Linked DNA regions of Hordeum vulgare: region 1 is linked to region 2. The links are chromatin contacts, called in public HiChIP or PLAC-seq maps. All regions are on one chromosome and are shown on one strand. The core of a region is the stretch at or near the end of the contact, and the rest is flanking DNA. Distances in the headings are between cores, read along the strand shown.

Region 1 (3,482 bases), core at 783-3,282, 230 kb before region 2:
AAATAACATATGTCTGTAACATGCAAATTATCAGGAGTACATTTTGTTAATGGACTGTTCTATGGCGCGAAAGGACAAACGCGTGGATGCAATATGCATCAGATATACGCCATCAACTCATCATCGAGCGTGTGTGCGCACGGCCGATCACCTGGTTGTGCACGTCATTATGTTACGATTGTCGTTTGTCAATACATACTTTGACCAAAAAACTTTTAAGTACAGACCAATATCTGAAGTCCTCGGATAGTGGCATGTGTCTAATTGTTAGCTGCATGCAGTGATGCAGACTGCTACTCTTAGAGGCCAGATACCACTACTTTATAACGCTGTTCGTAGATATAAACATGTATTATAAACAAAAGAATGTTTCGTTGGCCAGAACGGTTCTAATGGGGTAATATACTTGATAGAGATGAAATCATATAAATCCTCGAGTGACTACCGAGTCCAAGGGAACGTTGAAGTAAATTTGTACACAAATCCTGATAATCCAAAATAACAGATGTCTGTAACGTGCAAATTATCAGGAGTACATTTTGTTAATGGACTGCTCTATGGCGCGGCAGGACAAATGTGTGGATGCAACACGCATCAGCTATACGCCATCGACTCATCAATGAGCGTGTGTGTGCACGACTGATCACGTGGTTGCGCACGTCAGCACGTTATGATTGTTGTTTGTCAATACATACCAATATGTGTAGTGCAATTTTGACCAAAAATCTTTTAAGTACAGACCAATATGTGAAGTCCTTGGATAGTGGCATTTGTCTAATTGTTAGCTTCATGCAGACTGCTACTCTAAGAGGCCAAAACACTTTATAACGTTGTTAGCAAATACTTATGAACCTGTATTATAAATATATACAGTGTGTTATGAAAGCAACAAGGGAGAGTGCTCACGATCGGTGGTGAAACCGTCCCATAGAGACATGAACTCCGTCTTCATGTTAGTCAAAGCTTCATGGTCTGTGTTCCGACGCTGTCCCAAGAAGCTATCGACCTCATCGATGAAGATAATGGCAGGCTGGAGCTTGTTTGCCAGACTAAAGACGGCAGACACTGGCACAGGGTTACAGAAAATGAGCATCTTCACAACAGATATATACACGTCACGGAGCAAGATTTTTTTTTTGTCAGTACAGGAACAAGATTGGAAGCAGGAAGGATGAATTCCAGCAAACAGGATAGAATCTTAGGAGGCGGCTTACCGAGCTTCTGGGCGTCACCGAACCACTTGCTCATGAGATTGGATATCCTGACGTTGATGAAGACGGCGCCCGACTCCTTGGCGATGGCCTTGGCCAGCATGGTCTTGCCGGTCCCTGGCGGGCCGTAGAGGAGCACCCCCTTCTGCGGGCTGAGGAGCTTGCCGTAGGCGAAGAGCTCGGGGCGGCGCAGGGGCAGGATGACGAGCTCGTAGAGCGCCTGCTTGACCTCGTCGAGGCCGCCGACGGACTCGAACTCGACGTCGATCTCGTCGGGGTTGATGACGTCGCACGCAATCACGTCCTGCGAGCAATCCGGAGATTAGAGCCCTGGATTGGATTGGATTGGATTGGGTTCGGGGTGGAGGGATTGGAATGGGTGGAGGGTGGAGGGCGGTGACGCGCTACTACCTCGTAGGGGGTGGTGGAGATGAGGGGCCTGCCGAGGCGCTTGGCGATCTCCTTCTTCTGCTGGAGCGCCTTCTTGGAGGACTCGCGGTTGGGGTCGAGCTGGCGGAGGCCGGCGAAGAGGACGAGGCAGCTGAGCGCCGCGCTCGCCGCGTACAGGACCAGCTCCTGCACGAACCGCGACGAGGAGTCCGTCGACCTCATCGCCGCCGGCGGCCGCCGATTCCCCGACGCCCCCTCTCTGCCCGTCGTTGCTTGCGGGGGAAGGGAAAGGGGGGGCGCGCGGGGGCGAGATGCGTGGGCGAGGGGGGTTGGATTCGTCCGTGGAGGAAGGGGGGGGTGGAGAAGGGAAGACGGACGGGAGAAGGGATTGGGATTTTAGGGGGCGGGTCGGTTCGGCTTGGCCTGGCTTTCGTTCAGCTTGGAGGAGGGTTTGGTCCGGGTGGGAATGGGATGGGAAGGTGGATGACGGTTCTGGTCGCTGTTACGCTCAGTCTCTCCGTGAATAGATTGGTTGGGTCCTCACCTGGCCAAACGGACCGGCCCGACACGGCCTGTGGTAATCGGGCTGCCACGGCACGTTTATTAGTCGAGTAGTGTCATGTCGGTCCGTGGGCTGCGTCTCTAGGCCCAAGCACGATCTGATTATTAAACGGGTCAACATGTTGGCCCGATTATCACGCTGGGCCGCAATTTTTTAGCCTTATGGGCTTATTTTAGGTTTATTGGACCGTATTCTTGTATGTGTGTGTGTGTATATATATATATATATATATATATATATATATATATATAATAAACGGGTCGTGCCGTGTCGGCCCGCGTGCCCGGCCTCCAGGTCCAGGCACGGTTCGAGGCATGCTTCGTGTCGGGTCGGGCCTGTGTCATGCCACGCACGCGGGCTGTTGGGTCGGCCCATTTACCCGGCCCGTTTGGCCAAATCTGGTTGGGTCGGGTCGGCCAAAGGGAGTCTGGATTCATTGGTTCTTTTCTTTCTTCTTCTTTTGTGTTCGACTACAGGATGTCACTAGCTCTTTGAGTTTTTAGAGCAGTTTCAACCCGACCACCCAAACTGTTCGTGCGTGTTTGTTTAGATGGTAACGGAACAAAACATGGTCTAATGCACGGAATCAAATCCAAAAAAAGTCAGTTTGGTGTCCGTTTGAACGCATTTCATGTCCAAATTTATGCTTGGTTTGCCTTCGTGCGAATACAAAAGAGACACGTCGCACGTCCGTTCGGTGTTCGTCTGGACGAACTTCATGTCCAAATTTGTGTCTGGTTTGCGTTCGTGTGCATACAAAACGGACTCATGGCGCGTCCGCTCGATGTCTGCCGCGGCCCCACCCGTTGACCGCCCGACCATCGCGGGTGATCTTATTAAATGCAGCCACCTGTCCCGGGTCCGTCTGACAGTGGATTAAAGTTGCGGGTCACCGATCCTTTGTAATGTAACCGTGCGGGGTCGGCCTCATCCACTTCCCTCCTCTCATCCACATCTAGTCAAGCTTGCCCCTTTCCAGACGACAACCAAACCCTAGCGCCATGGGGTACTTCGCAGGTACAAGGGGAAGCTCACCCACCGCGCCAGCTCCTCCCGTGCGTCCCAGCCACCTCAATGCGGGCCGCCAAGAGAAAGGGAGCAGTTGTACATCCGAGTGCATCAGGTGCGGTGGCAGTGGAAGTACCACCAGCCCTTCCCGTATCCAGATGTCAACCCGCCTCATGGTTGGCATCTGGACCCGCATCGCATCCTCGTGTCGGTGGTGACCCAGTCGGCGTGGGAGCACACCGAGGAGGTGCGCCTATGCTGCGAACTTTTTGTAAGTGCATATAGTGCCCCTTAGTGATTTTGGTGGTTTG
Region 2 (3,473 bases), core at 719-3,218:
AAATAAAAAAGGTGTTAGTCCCAATAGCACTACTAATTCTTTCAAAAGTACAAAAGCTACTGCAATAGAAACACAAATTTACATTATGTATGTGTTCCAAGGAAAGTAATCCTTTTATTTCATTAGGCTGGTATGCAAGTGCATGATTCTGAATGGATAGATGACTCACAGACTTTTCTCCCATATTTTGGAGTTGGACTCACATATGTTGATCCAAGCACTCAATGTTGGTGACTTTTATTTGGCGGATTATGATGTATTGTACCGCCTCATAATATGAGGAGTACTTGCATGATGACCGTTTGATAGACATGCATGAGTTTACCTTTTGCCATTGTTCATGTAATTCTGTTGGCCATGCTATAGTGAAATTTGGGTACCATTCGGCTAGGGCTTCTATATTTTGGCTACATTCTAACCCAGACTTTGTATCAGTTGGTTGCCAACGACTTCGCTGAGATAATTGGTTAATTAAATCATTTTTAATTACTTGTTTTGCATGCATATGTATGGGATCCACCCTACAAAACAAATAAATTTGTAACCAAGAACTAAGCTAATATATGAGCACCCATATTATAATCGATGTCAAGGCATCATCATCGGGGTCAAAGTGGTGTATGGTAGTCGAATAGTAAGAAGCAAGATAATTTTGTTATGTTATCACACACATGGAAAAACCACAACATTGAAACACACATTTACACTATTTTTACTTCCATGGCAATGCGAGGAGTATGGAATACTAGGTTTGTTACAAGGTTGAATGAAGAGCATGAAAGCGGAAGGGAACGAGAGGCACGAAAAACATGACACTGTGCCTTCATTCAAGGAGTGGTGGCTGTTGAGGAGGAAAGAAGTGGAAACGAGAATTGATATGTGTTCCTATATCGATGGAAATTACGCCCTCGCATTAGACAGATATCTGAAATAGATGGTATGCCATTTTATTTATTCCATTGCAACACACGGGCATCAAACTATCTCTACTATTAAAGCAGAATCGAACGTCGTGATGGTTCGACCTCCTCCCCACATACGACGGCCATCGATAAAAAAAATCTCATCGTCACTTGAGCCAGGGCCATGATTACACCAGCCTAAAAAGTTACCAGCCAAGCCCACTTAATAGATCCATTGCCAACTCAGCCAACAAACGAGATCCACGAACCTACTTGTGACTAGATCCATTTGTGGGAGACTTGAACCAAAAGTTAAAGTTGTGCAATGAAAACAAGAAAATGTATTAGAAAGGAGGGAGTACTATTTATTGGCGTCATCTAATATCTAATTATTTTGTTTAAAATAAAGTGCCAAATTTAGTCATTAATTTTTCTTTCCCGTGCCATGCACACGCCTCTAATCTTTATGGTGTTGGCTAATGTACCTAGACTGTACATGAAATCCTGATGATGTACATTGCCAGCTACACCAGGTGACACATTAGTTCAATAAAGCTTTTTGTCTGCAACACAAAGAGAATGATGTGACACAGACAAGGAAACGAATTGTCAAAAGTATAAGAGCTATCACTTAAGTTTCATATTCAATTTTAGTCTTTGAAAGTCGCCATCCAGAAATATATATTAGTCATAAAACTTAGAGCTCATAGAGTTTATATGATATACCCAAATAAATAATGTATTTTCTATAGTCAAACTGATCATAATATTTTATACTCTCAAGTAAGCACATCAACATTGAATAGTACAATGATTTGATCGGTAACATCATTATTTTTTGATATCTCCCGTGGCAACGCACGGGTATTTGACTAGTGGAGTATAAAGGAAGAACGGAGGGAGTGGTTGAAGTAAAAAATGCAAGTTACATTTTATACCAAAAACCACACTTTCTGAATCAACCGAGACTTCCCTAAAGAAAGGAATCAACTGGGACTCCAGAAAATTTCAGCTGACTCCATTTATTCGGCGGCAAAAAATCCAGTCGATTTCAGTTCGTTACCCGTTAAGACGGTGAGCGGTAGCCATGCTCGTCGCGGTGACCCGTCCCCAACCTACTTCCAACCATAAGTAGCGATCCCCGTCCAACGCATTCTTGCATAGATAGAGCCAACCACACCTCAGGTAGCGAGTCAGTGACGCACGCGCTCCGTGCCACACCACCACCGCACCGTTTCGCCCGCTCAGCCACCCGAGAAACCGGCGTCGGCAATGGAGTCGTCGCGGGTGAAGCCCGGGTTCAGCGGCGTGAGCAGCCTGTCCGACAGCCGGAGGAGTTACATGGGAGCGGCGGCGCCCAGCAAGCCGGCGGTGGACGGGTGCGGCGTGGCGCTGCGCGTGTTCATCCTGGCGGCGACGCTGGTCGCCGCCGTGGTAATGGGCCTGGACCGGCAGACCAGCACCGTGCAGGTCACCATCGCCGACAAGCTGCCGCCGCTGCAGGTCCCCGTCACGGCCAAGTGGTCCTACTCCTCCGCCTTCGTGTAAGTGAAGCGCTCCCGTACCTGATTCTTTCCTCTTCCTCGCCACCACACCAGCACCGCGATTAATTATTACACATCCACACGACACCATCGTTCTCCGGTGAAGAGCTCTCCTGGATTTGTTTTGTTCTCCTCCTTGTGGGATTTCCTTCCGCTTCTTTTAATCTGTTTGCTCGGCGGATATCGATCGTTCATGATGCAAGTACGTCTGCACACATTGTAGCAATATCTGACACAAAGATACAAGGATGCCGCGTACGTTTGAGAAAATGGGGCCAGCCAAGCACATGCAACCAATCAATTACTATATGTTTGTCATTTTCATTAATTAGGAAAGTTGCTGCGCTGGAGTAGATAGTGTTACTGTAGTCCAGTCAAGGCCAACAAATACATGCCATTTCTGCCGAAAGCACCTCTATAGCTACCGGATATAGTCATATAGATCGTCCATGATGCAAGTACGTCTGCAACAGCACGTACACATTGTATCTATCTGACGCAAAGATACCGGAGTACAAGGATCGATGCCGCGTAAGTTTTAGAAAACGGGGCCAGCCAAGCACATGCAACCAGTCAATTATATATATTGTCATTTTCCTTAATTAGAAATGTGCATAGATACACATGTATATGGACAAATCTAAGACAATTAATCTGGAACGGAGGGAGTACTCTACTAGCTGTATATTGATGTAGTTCAGTCAAGGCCAACAAATACATGCCATTTCTGCCGAAGGCACATCTATAGCTAGCGTTTGCCGATCCAGACACAACATATCTCCTTCACATTAGTTAGGCAAAAGTGCTTCTACACTACACTTTCACCATCTCCTCCATATTTCCGTACGAATTCTTCGGGTGAGAAGGGTCGACGGTCCGCAAGAAATGCAGTGTCGTGCGTGCCCGTCCAGCTGATTCCTACCGCTCACGGCTCGATCGAACCTTTAGTCGTTCCACGTGCAAACAAGACATTCTCTTTCCCCTACCTAGAAAGAACCTTCACGCTGCACCATAGACAAGGATGCCG

The links. HiChIP or PLAC-seq counts read pairs in DNA pulled down with a chosen protein or histone mark.
Region 1: a contact with region 2 is called in an H3K4me3 HiChIP or PLAC-seq map of embryo, with 7 times the contacts expected there. The contact joins the promoter of LOC123407240 here to the promoter of LOC123412943 in region 2.

The regions. Positions count from the first base shown.
Region 1 is chr7H:537,852,217-537,855,698 of MorexV3_pseudomolecules_assembly, reverse strand. LOC123407240 (outer mitochondrial transmembrane helix translocase-like) reads right to left here and starts at 2,032. Exons shown (of 6, transcript XM_045100330.1): 1 at 1,623-2,032; 2 at 1,215-1,515; 3 at 907-1,065. The coding sequence starts at 1,823.
Region 2 is chr7H:537,619,939-537,623,411 of MorexV3_pseudomolecules_assembly, reverse strand. LOC123412943 (CASP-like protein 1E1) reads left to right here and starts at 1,968. Exons shown (of 2, transcript XM_045105903.1): 1 at 1,968-2,446. The coding sequence starts at 2,175.